Linked DNA regions of Drosophila melanogaster: region 1 is linked to region 2. A link is a contact called in public Hi-C data. All regions are on one chromosome and are shown on one strand. Each heading gives the region's core, a stretch centred on a gene start, on an enhancer-like site or on the middle of the called end of the contact. The rest is flanking DNA. Distances are from core to core; before and after follow the strand shown.

Region 1 (5,703 bases), core at 1,384-3,883, 91 kb after region 2:
ATCCATTTCGTTGGGTTAATAATTGCCAAATTTATTATTTATATATATTGACGTATAATTTTAAAGTTTATTGTTTTCTGAAGTGCTGCGCTCCTAAATAAATTTAATGCCGCTAAAATTGTATTCGCCATGAAACATCATATTAAACCATCCCTTAAATTGGACTACTACACAGCGCCACCTATGAAAAGCTTTGATAAGCTTATATTCATCTTGTTAATCTGACTACCGCGTAATATTTTGGCTTTGAATTTCCGAAAGGCTTAACGATTATTTTGCTTTAATTAAATTTAAGGAATACCTGACAGACGTTTGCAATTTGTTAAACCATTTCGGGTTAAAACACAAAACAGATGCTCCACCTATAAAAAGCTTTGCTAACCTATTAAATACATAAAATTCCGACAGATGGCGCTACCGAACAGCTGAGCATACGAGTATTCACCCCTATTTTTTAGTTTTCTTATGCAACCCTGCATCATAATAACTTTGATTTGCAAGGACTACCCTAAAAGATTACACATCCCTTCAACCTTTTTTTCACAGCTGGAAAAGTCCCATAAAATACAAAAAAATGGATCCCTCGAATCTTGCTTTTGGTTTTCCCGGTCTCCCCAACCACGGACACATGCCAATACCTCCTACAGCCAATATGCTTGGTGGCCAGCATCCAGCACCCACCGCCAGCCCACCACAAAGCGTCCCCGGCCGTCGGACGCCACTTGGATCGGTTGGTCTGGGTGGTTTCTATGCCCAGGGAATGGGCATGTCCCAGCAGCCACCGACGGATGAGAACAAACCAGGGCCCAGTGCTCCGGAGAAGCCATTGAGTCCCACGGCCGCCGCCATCGCAGCCATTGCCATCAGTGGTGGCACCACCACGGTGGCCGTGTCCAGTGGTGGCGCCAGCGGAAGTGGCTCCAACAGTGGCAAGCAGAAAAACCGCCAGGGAAAGACGGTAAGGCTGAACATAAATGCCCGGGAACGACGAAGGATGCACGATTTGAATGATGCCCTTGATGAGCTGAGAAGTGTGATTCCCTATGCCCATTCGCCTTCTGTGCGAAAGCTGTCGAAAATAGCCACCTTGCTGCTGGCTAAGAACTACATTCTGATGCAGCAAAATGCTCTCGAGGAGTTGAGAAGGTAACGTAGTTCATTACCACGCTCAATAGGAATTATTAACATATATGCTTTTACTTTTAGACTTTTGGCCTATATACAAAGCACCACGGGAGCAGCGCCACTGGATTTGGGTGCATTTCCGGCGGCTGCCAAGTTGCAGGCTCTTCTTCAAGGACCTCACAACGAACCACCGACTAGCAGCAGTTAAATAGGAGTGGGGGCCACCATAAACTATGGTTCAACTGATAAGCAATCCATTAATGAGCAATACTTTTAAGTCAATTGGAAAGCAAATGCCAAATACTTGTGTACTAGTCAGACGAAAGGAGGTTGATAAGGAGCCTCTTATCAGAGCAGCCAAGTGAAAATCTGTTCAGTGATATTTATTTTTGTCATAAGCATTTCTTATTTATGCATTTACCCAATGTCAACCAATATGTGTAAGATGAATATTACCGAATAAAGTATTATTGAAGTAGAAAGTATGTCGTTGGAAAAGGGTTTGGTCATTTAGGTTTACCCATCAGCACTGATAGAAGCCTGTCATTTTTCAGAATCATCAAACAAACAAACAAAATAAGAGTTTCAAATACTCAAACACGCCCAACCCAACCAACCATTTATAGTCATCAGATAACAAACATCAAAGAGCACAATCAAATTTAAAATAATATAATCTTAGATCCGTTTCAAGTCTTGGCAAAAATATTTAACATATAAATATACATACATAGTTGTCTGTATGGTTTTTGATGATTAAGCAAAAGCCGTTTAGCGGAATTCGAAATAAGCGGATTACAACTAGAAAACTAGTCGATGAATACTCTAAAAATATATATATATATAGACATATACGACATGGAGGACGGCGGCGAAGGCGATCGGTGCAAAATCGGCTGGCATTATATTATTCCGGTATGCCCAGGGACAAAACCTTGTTTTTGCCAGTGCGAAAAATGTGCTGCTTGGTGGGCAGTTGACCGATCAAGAAATCCTTCATCATTTCGATGGCATCCCCCGAGTGTCCTGTGCCATGGAAGGCGATGGTGGCATCTCGCCCTGCGTGATCCATAATGACGTCGTCGCCGCCGGGATGATCCCTTAGAAAGTGTGTCACATCGTAGACCCTATCGTAGATTACCACCCAGCAATCGTCGAAGCTGTCGTGCTGGGCCACCTCCTCCAATGCGATCTCCGGCAGATCTTCCAGTTTTAAACGTTCCTTTTTGCTTGGTACAACGACCACCTGATTACTGGACTTTCCATGTCCCAAGGGCACAATTCTCAGCGATTGCAAGAGGTTCGTCAACGCGGATGACATGTTGTAAGTATGCAATTACTTTCACTTTTACTAATATTTGATACAACGATTTGTAATGCCGCCCGATCACTTCAGACAGCCGGCAATCGATTCAAGTTGAGTTCTGCTTGGTCGGCTTCAGTTCCAGTTTTACTTGGGGTCTTGAGTGTCTTTCGTGTGCAGCCACCGGTACTGGAGTGTCATTCATGCCTTGGATTGTAATCGTTTTATAAATGACAACACGTGAGTCGATCGATGGAGCCGACAGCATGGTGATAAGACTTCGTGTCCAGAGAAGCGAAGCTCTTATAGATCGGTTTCTATATAATATATAATTATATATATATATATACATATATGTATGTTCAACCGAACTGGTTTGCATCTACATATGTTCATGGGAGGGCTAGGCATTGCACTGAGATTGCGAGATTTTGCAATAATGTTTTGTGGTCACTCGTACTCATATGAGTCAATTTCCGAATATGCTCGTAAAGACGAGCATAAATTATATATTTCTCTGTTAATCGGATTGCTCAGTGAGCTAATTACTTGCTACCTTATAAATTTAATGGGCCAGCAATTATTAAAAGGGAGACATTTAACGCGCCTATCAGCATTACAATTGATTTATTGGCACAAGTCAAACGTGCATCGGGCGAATCAATTACGTCTACTCGAACCGTTTGATCGCCAGTCATTAAGGCAATCAAAATAAATTTTGGGTTAATAGCCTGGAGTTATTTACTTTTAATACTTAAATGCGTTTTAAGTTTGCCAAAAATCACGATTTGTGTCAAGCCACGTTTGTTCTAAATTCTAATGGGAACAGAGATAATGACTTCAATATTATCGCTCACTACAACTTTGAACTTGAAATTGGAATGGATTCGGAAATTATGCCACGCTTTTGAACTATTTGAACCATGGGAATGATTTTAATTTTACATGGAGTGAGTACGTTTAATCAATAATTATTACGAAACTAAAGATCTGATGAAATTATTCAGACTATTTAATTTCCCATTTATTAAATTCCAGACAGAACGCCATTCACTAATTCTGTACATTGTATTGTATAAATAGAAAATATTGCAAAGCTAAGGAAATAGTTCAAACTACGCAATATAAAACATAAATATTATTCAAGTAAAAACAACAAGAAATTATTTCTAAATAATAACTTTTAAGACGTCACGATTCAATTGTTATTGATCATTTATTATTTTCAATTGAGTTCAAGTTTGATGTGTGGTTTTAACAAGATTTGGTAATCTAATATGCTAGCATCTCAGTGTTAAGATCAGCATTATCACGTTAAGTAATTAACCGCAAAAATATTCAAAGTCGTAACTGAACGAGCTCTTTAAATGGGCTAAACCATTTGACTTTGACTTTGAGGTTTACATGAACTAGGTGTATCCATATTAAATATCTATTGATGGTTAGAAAAAGCCTGCGAATAGCATTGCTAATAAAAGGCAGAATATATTTCAGTTCTAAGAGGTTATCATTCTAAGTGTGCGTGATTGCGTACATTTTTGAAAAAAACGCGAATCTTTCTTCGACAAGAATATTTGAATAATTGCCTAGTGTTATCAGAGTAGTCTAGAAATATGTAGGGGAAGAGATTATAATTTAGTTCTGGCGATTTTTTGCAAAAATGTTAAGATAAGGCTGAATAAGTACTAAGTACTTTCAAAACCATTGTCAAGTCCACGGACGGAATTAAAAGTGACTATTCATTGGTCTTTTCTTGTATTTGTATTTAAAGTTTATTAGCTATATCACTTCTAAAATAAGAATAAATCAAAGTTCAACGAAGTCCGAATATTATAAGTTATATTTTCTTTTTTACCATAATCAAATTTTGGCAAAACAGGGAAAAGAAGCAATACAAATATTTAAATAGATAACGACAAGAATTGCAATTCATTATAAATAAATACAATAAATATTTAAAAAGTATTATATAAATAAATCAACAGTCAGGATTATATGCATGTTTCTTAAGTAAACACAATGATTCTGAAAATAATATTATATGAGTCGTACAAATTTATATATTTCTTTTCATATATAGAAATAGGTGGCAACGCCCAATGTAACGGAAATGCTAAAAAGCTTCTTGAAAACATAAGCTTTTGGGAAAGGTTAACCGATTCGGATTTCGCGGGCTTTTTTCTAAAATTGGCCAGCTGTTGCTCTTTGGGAAGCTTTTGTATAAAAAAAGGCTTTTCCTTCCGGTAGTTGGATTACTTTTTGGCTAAAACGGGTGGCCAATATTTAATTATTACTTCCTTATATTGGTATATTAAGTATGCAAATAAATTTTATTTCGAAAGACACTTTTTTAAACTAGGGATTTTAACGGACATTTCCGTCAGGGACTCGAAGTTTCCCATTTGCATTTGTGTGGTGTTTCCATCAGCCCATCTGTGTTTTGGGTGCGAAAGTGTGAGTGTGATGGAACATGACATCGGGTAACTGCGTGTAATTTTTGGTGAACAACAACACAGTCGAGTTTCAGCAACGCTCTGGCCAAGTTGTTAAGGCGCGTGAATAAAAAAAAAAGCGAAAATTCAACCGCTTCCAGTTATCTCTTTACTTGGCTAAATTTATTTGATGTAATTGACCAATGTGAGCAGGGGATTATTGAGTTAAAAATTAATAAAAGCCCGCTAATACGGAAATTGCTTCGAAAACTCGTTAACAACACGCACAATATGCATGCCACTGTGTAGAGCAAATTGCGCATACGCCACGTTGAACTGTCGTATTCGTATTCGTATTCGGGATTTCGTAAACATATTGTTGCGGTAAATTGCATGCAGCAATTTCAATAAGAAAATTGTTTGCACAGTTTTTGTTCGGCTTTGTGTCACCGATTTGCAAATATTTAAGGGGTAAGTGCTGACACAGCTGTTTGATCCATGTGAACTCAATTTGCATACAAATTCGATGTTATAATCTGCGAAAATAGTTAAGTCACGTTTCGAAAACAAGCCATTCAATATTTAATGGTTTTTACTTGCTTTGAAGTCAACTGAAATCTTCATTGAACAATGGTTTCGTCGAGCGAATGTAATACGAACTTGTTGAACCAGTAAATTGATTTTCTAGACCAAAAAGAAAGTGTAAGCTGGCAAACTTTTATTGTTAAAGTTTAGCGAATGTATTTTCCTTTGTAAATTGCCTTGTAAAAAGTTCTGTCCAAGGTTCTGAAGAAATACTTTGAGTGAAATAGTTTAATAATGCAACATAAATTGAGGGGAGTT
Region 2 (6,158 bases), core at 1,247-3,746:
GGCCAAATCTACTCGTACTCCCATTTCCTTAACATGAGCCCCAAGCAAGTGGCATACCCAACCCTCACTTGGTTTTTGCCTTTGCCCCCAAAGCTAAAAACCTTTCTTTTTGCTCTTTCTTTTGGGCTATCGCATGACCAAGTGGGTAATTACGGGAAGCAGAACAAAAAAACACGTTTGTAAACAGTTCATTCTGCTGGCGTTGTCCATTCGCCCGTTCTTCCCGCGGGTTCCACTGCTTCAGCGACCGGAAGCCGCTCAAGCGTGCTTCCCGTTCTGCGCAGGCGCATTCTCCTTGGTCACCCCAATTTTTTGCCATGACTCATGGGGTATGGCGTATTCAAATAAGAGAGGTGGAGATCTGATCGTAATGGTTGTTTTACTTGTTTTACATGCAAATTTTGACCAGAACATTGTCCAGAATTTCGGTTTTAACAATCTTCAGCTGTTGTGCTAATAACAATTTAGTGTTCTAGACTCTGCTTAATGGCTAGTTAATTGCTGCTCTGGTGCTGCGAGCGAATGATCGCCTCCAGGCTGCGTTCCGTGTGCTCTCCGCACTCGAAGCGATGGTAGTCGACGATCTCGCAGTTGTGCTCCTGCAAAGCCTCGCCCACCGTCTTGTCCGCATCGAGCAGATACTCCTGGTGAATCAGGCACGTCTCATCGTCCTTGTTCTCCGCCGGCTTGTCCTTGTCATATTCGCCGATCTTTGTCGGCTTCATGCCCACGATTTGCTGGCAAATGCTCTTGTGAAACTCAAAGTCCAGCAGGGGGTGCGTGGATCGGTAGGCTACGATCGCTCCGTACTTGCCCACCTGGGTGATGCCTTCCGTGGTGCCCACATTGGTGGGTGCGGGATGGGCGTAGCCCACCAGCTTCAGGTCGTTGTTAGCCTTAAAGCACAATGCGCGCCGGATGGTGGCATTCTCCCCGATGGCGCCGATCAGCAGAGCCAGGTGGTCGCCCAACGTGCGTCCCTCCTCCGTGCGCAAGTTTCTGAGGGCGTCCGCATCAAAGCCAAGCTGAAAGGATATGCACATTCTTTAATTAGCAATTTCTTTAGGAATGGATGCAAAACCGGTTCTGATCCAAATATTGTGTACATTTCCCATAAAAATCTCGCTCACCTTCCACAGATCTCCATCGAAGTCCGTCAAGTCCGTGTATTGCAGACACATGCAGGCGACGTGGTCAACGAACCGCTTGAAGGTATCGTTCCTGGCTACGAAATCCGTCTCGCAATTCAGCTCGACCATGGCGCCCCGGTTTCCGCGGATGAGCACTCCAATCAGACCATGTGCAGTGGCTCGATCTGCGACCTTGGTGGCCTTCGACCAGCCGAGGGTCTGGGCCTGCTCGTGCAGCCACTTTTCAGCCTGCAAGAGCGAGATGATGGCAAGGTGAGTTGATTAGCACAGATGTGTTTTGATCACAAAGGAGTTTGCATGCGGTGCAGCTATATATATTACATAATAATATAGAAAAATCAGCAATTTTTCAAAATGTAGAGATCCCCATTTCGTGCTCTTTGTAATGGAAAGCTCACTGCACCGCTTGCAATAAAACTATTAGCCAACTACCCACCAATCCGACGTCGTTGTTGTGCTTCTCCAGCGCCTTCTTGCAATTGGCGAAGGTGTATCCGGTTTTCTTCCTCAGCGCCGCCAGGGCACTCTTCTCCAGGCCACCGGATCCGCCAGAGCCGGCATAAAGCTGCCGCGTGGAGTGAAGTGCGCGTGTGAAAAACCTTTGTAGCAGCATTTTTCCAAAAAATTTCCGAAATTTACTGGGAGGCCAAAATGATTTCTAGCGTGATTTGTGTGCGAATTGAATTGTTGCTCTTTGCCTGCTGTCAAGGGCAACTCGCCGGCTTGTTTGTTTTTCCGTTTTCCGACCTGTCGCTATGTAGTAGTTGCCCGGAAAATCAATTCATTCTAAACAACGGAAAAGCCTGTGTGAGATTTGCATTTGTTTTCAACTCCTTCGTATGTTCGCTTCGGTTCAAGAAAAATTAATCGCGTTGCGGCGCGAATAAATCCAAAGCGAGTGTGGTGCCTCGATAGGTGAACGACTGGTAAGCGTCGATAGTTTAGTTTTCGGCTTTTCTGTGTGCTTAATTCGAGCAATTAATTTTGAAACTGAAAATTTTGACAATTTTCCGTGTTGCACAATTCGGCTGTTAGGGATGGCAAAAAAGCCGGTAGGGCGCGTGTGCGGAGAACAGCTGTTGCGAAGCGACTATCGATAGTGGCGACGCTATCGTTGGCCAAATGACGTTTAGTGGATGTTACAACCTATTACCGGTTACAACCGATTCGAAATGGATTGAAACCAAATATTTAAAACTTAAACCTAATAAATAGTTTTTTTTTTAATTCTGGCGCACGTAGTTATTTTCTTAATTAATATTTTAGTGTTTTTTTTTACTTTAAATAGTACTTTGATTAATAACTCGGCGGGATACAATCGTTTTATGTTTCAAAAACAATTATTGAAAACAATTTTCATTTTCTGTAGTCACATTTTGATTCGAACGTTGAACCGATTTCAGGCTTCAACATGCAGGGCAGACAGAATCCGAATCGGGAGTTCAGCATCCCCAGCTTCACGTCCATATGCGGCGGTCGCCGCCTATGCGAGAAGTCGAAGATGCTGTACACGCGACCCAAGCCGGATGTGCTGCAGAGCATCCTGCAGTCAAAGGCCAATCCGGAGTACAAGTCGCGTCGCCTGTGGTACGAACTGAACATGCCGGAATGCGCCAGCTCCCTGCTGGACGGCAAGATGAAATCCGACCTGCCGGACAACATACTCTGCGCGAAGAAACAGCAGAAGAAACGCCAGAAGAAGCGTGAGAGCGGCGTGGCCAAGGCCAACTACATGACCATGCGACTGGAGCGGGAGCACTTCCGCCGCAAGCTGGTGGAGCTCATCCTGCACATGGACGACGACCAGGATCCCGAGCTGGCCGCCCAGTGCGCCGTACCCTTTCCCGACCAGGAGGAGCGCGAGATTCTGCGATATTACTATTACATCAAGCATGGCATTGACACCATTCACGTGTCGCCGTTGAGCAAGAAGATCCTCAAGAGGTGCGTTCCACTGAACACTTTCAAATGTATCTGCTTTTTTGCTAACTGCTTTCCGTCTGCAGGATAACCGATCTTGTGCCACCACTGCTCTACAAGTGGCAGACGGCACTCAATGAAAACATAGCCGAAGTCCGGGCGGACTACGTGTTCGCCATGAAGAAGGCCGTTGTGGACTTCGTCCTGCGGCACACGGTCCTCGATCGCCTAACCAAGGAGGGCGTGGGTGGCAAATACGACACCGCCGAGCGGCGGGAGGTGCAATCCATGACGAACTTTTGGCGCTATCGGTGAGTCTCCATGATGCTAATGTCAAATTCGATAAAAGTCTTCGATTTCTATTCGATAAATGGCAAATGAAACTTTTGATCCGTTAAAAGTGTATAATCCAGGCAGAATATAGAAACATTTTTCACGTTTTTCGTTAGCTTTTTCTATGCAAAAAAAAAAAAGAAAAAAATACAGCAATGCAGATGAAATTGCAACTTCTCTTAAGCCAAATGGATTTTGAGAGGCAAAATCAGAGTAGCGTAATTGATATTGAAATGCATGCGTTGTTTGGTTCGACAAAGTTGAAAAACCAATGCAAGCGAAGGGCGGGAATTTAAAGTTAGAAACTTCCGAGCGTGTGGGAAATTCAAATTTTTTAATTAAAATAAATTACACCCGCACCAAGTGCCACGTAAATTGTGCGCATTGTAAAAAGGGAGGCAGGCGGCAGGCAGGCAGGCAAAAAAAAAAAAAAATGGGTAAAAGAAAAAGTTGCTATAATTGAATGCGAGTGTGTTGTGTGTAACTTGCCTGTAACCGCCAGCAACGCATTTGGCGCAAAAAAAGCGTGCAATTGACATGCAATTACGCCCAACCAAACTGGATCACGCCCCCACATATGGACTTTTATATTCACGGATGCCTTGGCTTTATTGCGGATTAAAAAAACGAAATGAATTGCCCTTTGAGTCGACCGCGCGCGAAATCTTATGAAAATAACTGACAAAGTTGTCTTGCCAGGGGGGGTGGGGGGTGAAAGGCGTTAAGAAAATAAGGAAAATAACGAAAATAACGAAAGTCGTGCGACATTATTAAAAGCTTCTTGCGATTGGGGGGAAAACGCGAGAAATCGCTTTGCGGCGTGCCAAAAACTTTTTAACCGCACTTTTTGAACTACAATGCCGCGGAAATGGAAAAGTGGAAAAGGCTGTGTGTGGAAATGGAAGCAACAGAAAGTTAAGTCCTCCTGTGTATTGGTTTGACATTTGATGAGCAACAGCATCTCCAGCAGCTGGAGAAGATTTGGGTGGCTCGACATAAATTTGCAAAAAGGATATGCTTAAAAATGAATTGTACTTGTTTGTGGCATCAACAAGGGAGTTTCGCGATTTTGGGGCCACCATCTCGTTCTGTCTATTGTGGAAAACATCCAACAACTTGGGTTATCTGCTGCAAAGTTGAACAATGGACCCATTAGCGGGCATGATTGATCTCCAATTTATCACGGAAGTTATCACTTTGTAGTATATAATTGGGATGAATACGTTGCTGTTCGCTGCACTTAATACATTTGAAAATGTTTTAGTTTAAAGGCGATTTTGGTATTTCAATCTACCTTCTTCATCACGTCTTTTTTGGTTCCAAACTGGGTCGAAGGAGCATCCATCGATGTACAGGTCCGCGTGAGGTTTGCTAATTTATTGCCTTCGAGCATTTGGCATCATTAAGAAGGGCCTTTGGATGCTTTTTGTGATTCGGGGATTCGATGGTTGGGTGGTTAGGTGGTTGCCCGCTGGGTGCTCCTGTGGCTGGGCGGTTGCGGTTGCCTGCACTGTTTAATGGGCTGTGACGGAATAGCTGGAGTGAAAAGTTTCCCTTGGTCTCGAGATAATTTGCATAAAAAGACGGTACTAACTGTGGTCGCCATCGCCTCATCTCCATCTTTATACCCATACCCATACCCATACCCATGGCATACAATTTATCCCGCAGCTACGACGAGAACCGCAATGTCCTGATGAAGACGCTCTTTTGCATACATCGAAGTGTGGCCAGCATCTTGGAGCTGTGGAGCATGAAATATAAGGATAAGTCCCTCATCGACAGCAAGGAGTTGGCCAAAGTCGAGAGTCCCTTTTCATTATTCACATTTGTGGTAAGATTAATTTATTGGGCTTATCGAGTAGTTCATTTTTGAATATAGTCTTTGGTTATTAATATATTTAATATATATCTGCGTATTTTACTCCTTATCAGTACTTGTGCGGTTCCCATATCGATAATGGAAAGACTCTGCTGGAGGAGAGCTGGTATGGTGAGATACACTCCTCATTGCTGAAGGCTAGCAAACGTGGACAGCTTCCGGACATTCGGCGTTTTACTCTGGTTAAACGATTCTTTAACTGCGTGGCCGCTTTGATGACTCAACAACTGGAGGACATATGCATCAGGAGTCTGAAGGAGTACGCCGACTTTATATGCGATTATGGGGTGAGAATTGTGAATGGTAAACATTAAGAAAAAGTCAAATAATACTCAAAATATCTTATCTAGCACTCGAATCCCGGATTTGAGATTTCTGTGATGCTGGCCGACGAAGACACCATACAATTCAATCCCAGCTTCTCGAAAGTCCAGAGTGAATTGCTTCGTGTCATCGATTCGATCATGCTGAGCATACAAATGCTGCCCCGCATCGAGAGCAAACTATATACCGATCTAATCGTCTCGAAGAAGATCTTCCTCACACCCACAGTGCCCGAAAGTATTGTTCAGGAGACGAAGAATCGGATATGCGCCATGTTGGAGGAGCAGCGCATCGGTCCAGAGCTGCGACTGCAGGACTTTGATCCATTCATTGATCTAATCAATGGAAGCGATGCTGAGCGGGTGGGAAACTTCATGGAAAGTGATGCCACCTTCGAACAGTATGCGGATATGGTGTACGAGTACAAGGAGAAGGAGGATCGCATTGCCAAGGAGGTGTGGGCTGTCATCCGGATGGGTTTCTACGAGTTTCACAGGGATAAGTTCATCACACATCTGGAGAGCTTGTGCAGGCAGTTGCAGTTGGAT

What was found. Hi-C and Micro-C count contacts between places; a contact is called where the count stands out from the background.
Region 1: a contact with region 2 is called in a Hi-C map of the Kc167 cell line, with 3 times the contacts expected there. The contact joins the promoter of CG6870 here to the promoter of Dhc36C in region 2. A contact is called at or near these places in 35 of 107 Hi-C or Micro-C datasets (the Clone 8 cell line, the D17-c3 cell line, the Kc167 cell line and 13 more) and 1 of 6 datasets of contacts at active chromatin or transcription factors (the Kc167 cell line).

Annotation. Positions count from the first base shown.
Region 1 is chr2L:17,589,666-17,595,368 of dm6, forward strand. It overlaps CG6870, which reads right to left and starts at 2,634. Exons shown (of 1, transcript NM_001299089.1): 1 at 1,650-2,634. The coding sequence starts at 2,446. The coding sequence ends at 2,033. It overlaps Oli (Olig family), which reads left to right. Exons shown (of 3, transcript NM_001299088.1): 2 at 547-1,146; 3 at 1,207-1,602. The coding sequence starts at 575. The coding sequence ends at 1,333. It overlaps Sytalpha (Synaptotagmin alpha), which reads left to right and starts at 2,595. Exons shown (of 6, transcript NM_001201903.1): 1 at 2,595-2,668. The coding sequence starts at 2,659. lncRNA:CR44410 (long non-coding RNA:CR44410) reads right to left here and starts at 35. Exons shown (of 1, transcript NR_124339.1): 1 at 1-35.
Region 2 is chr2L:17,498,905-17,505,062 of dm6, forward strand. Dhc36C (Dynein heavy chain at 36C) reads left to right here and starts at 2,497. Exons shown (of 23, transcript NM_078867.4): 1 at 2,497-3,095; 2 at 3,158-3,382; 3 at 5,076-5,238; 4 at 5,340-5,573; 5 at 5,637-6,158. The coding sequence starts at 2,563. It overlaps mEFTs (mitochondrial translation elongation factor Ts), which reads right to left and starts at 2,202. Exons shown (of 3, transcript NM_136003.5): 1 at 1,588-2,202; 2 at 1,131-1,379; 3 at 364-1,025. The coding sequence starts at 1,764. The coding sequence ends at 495.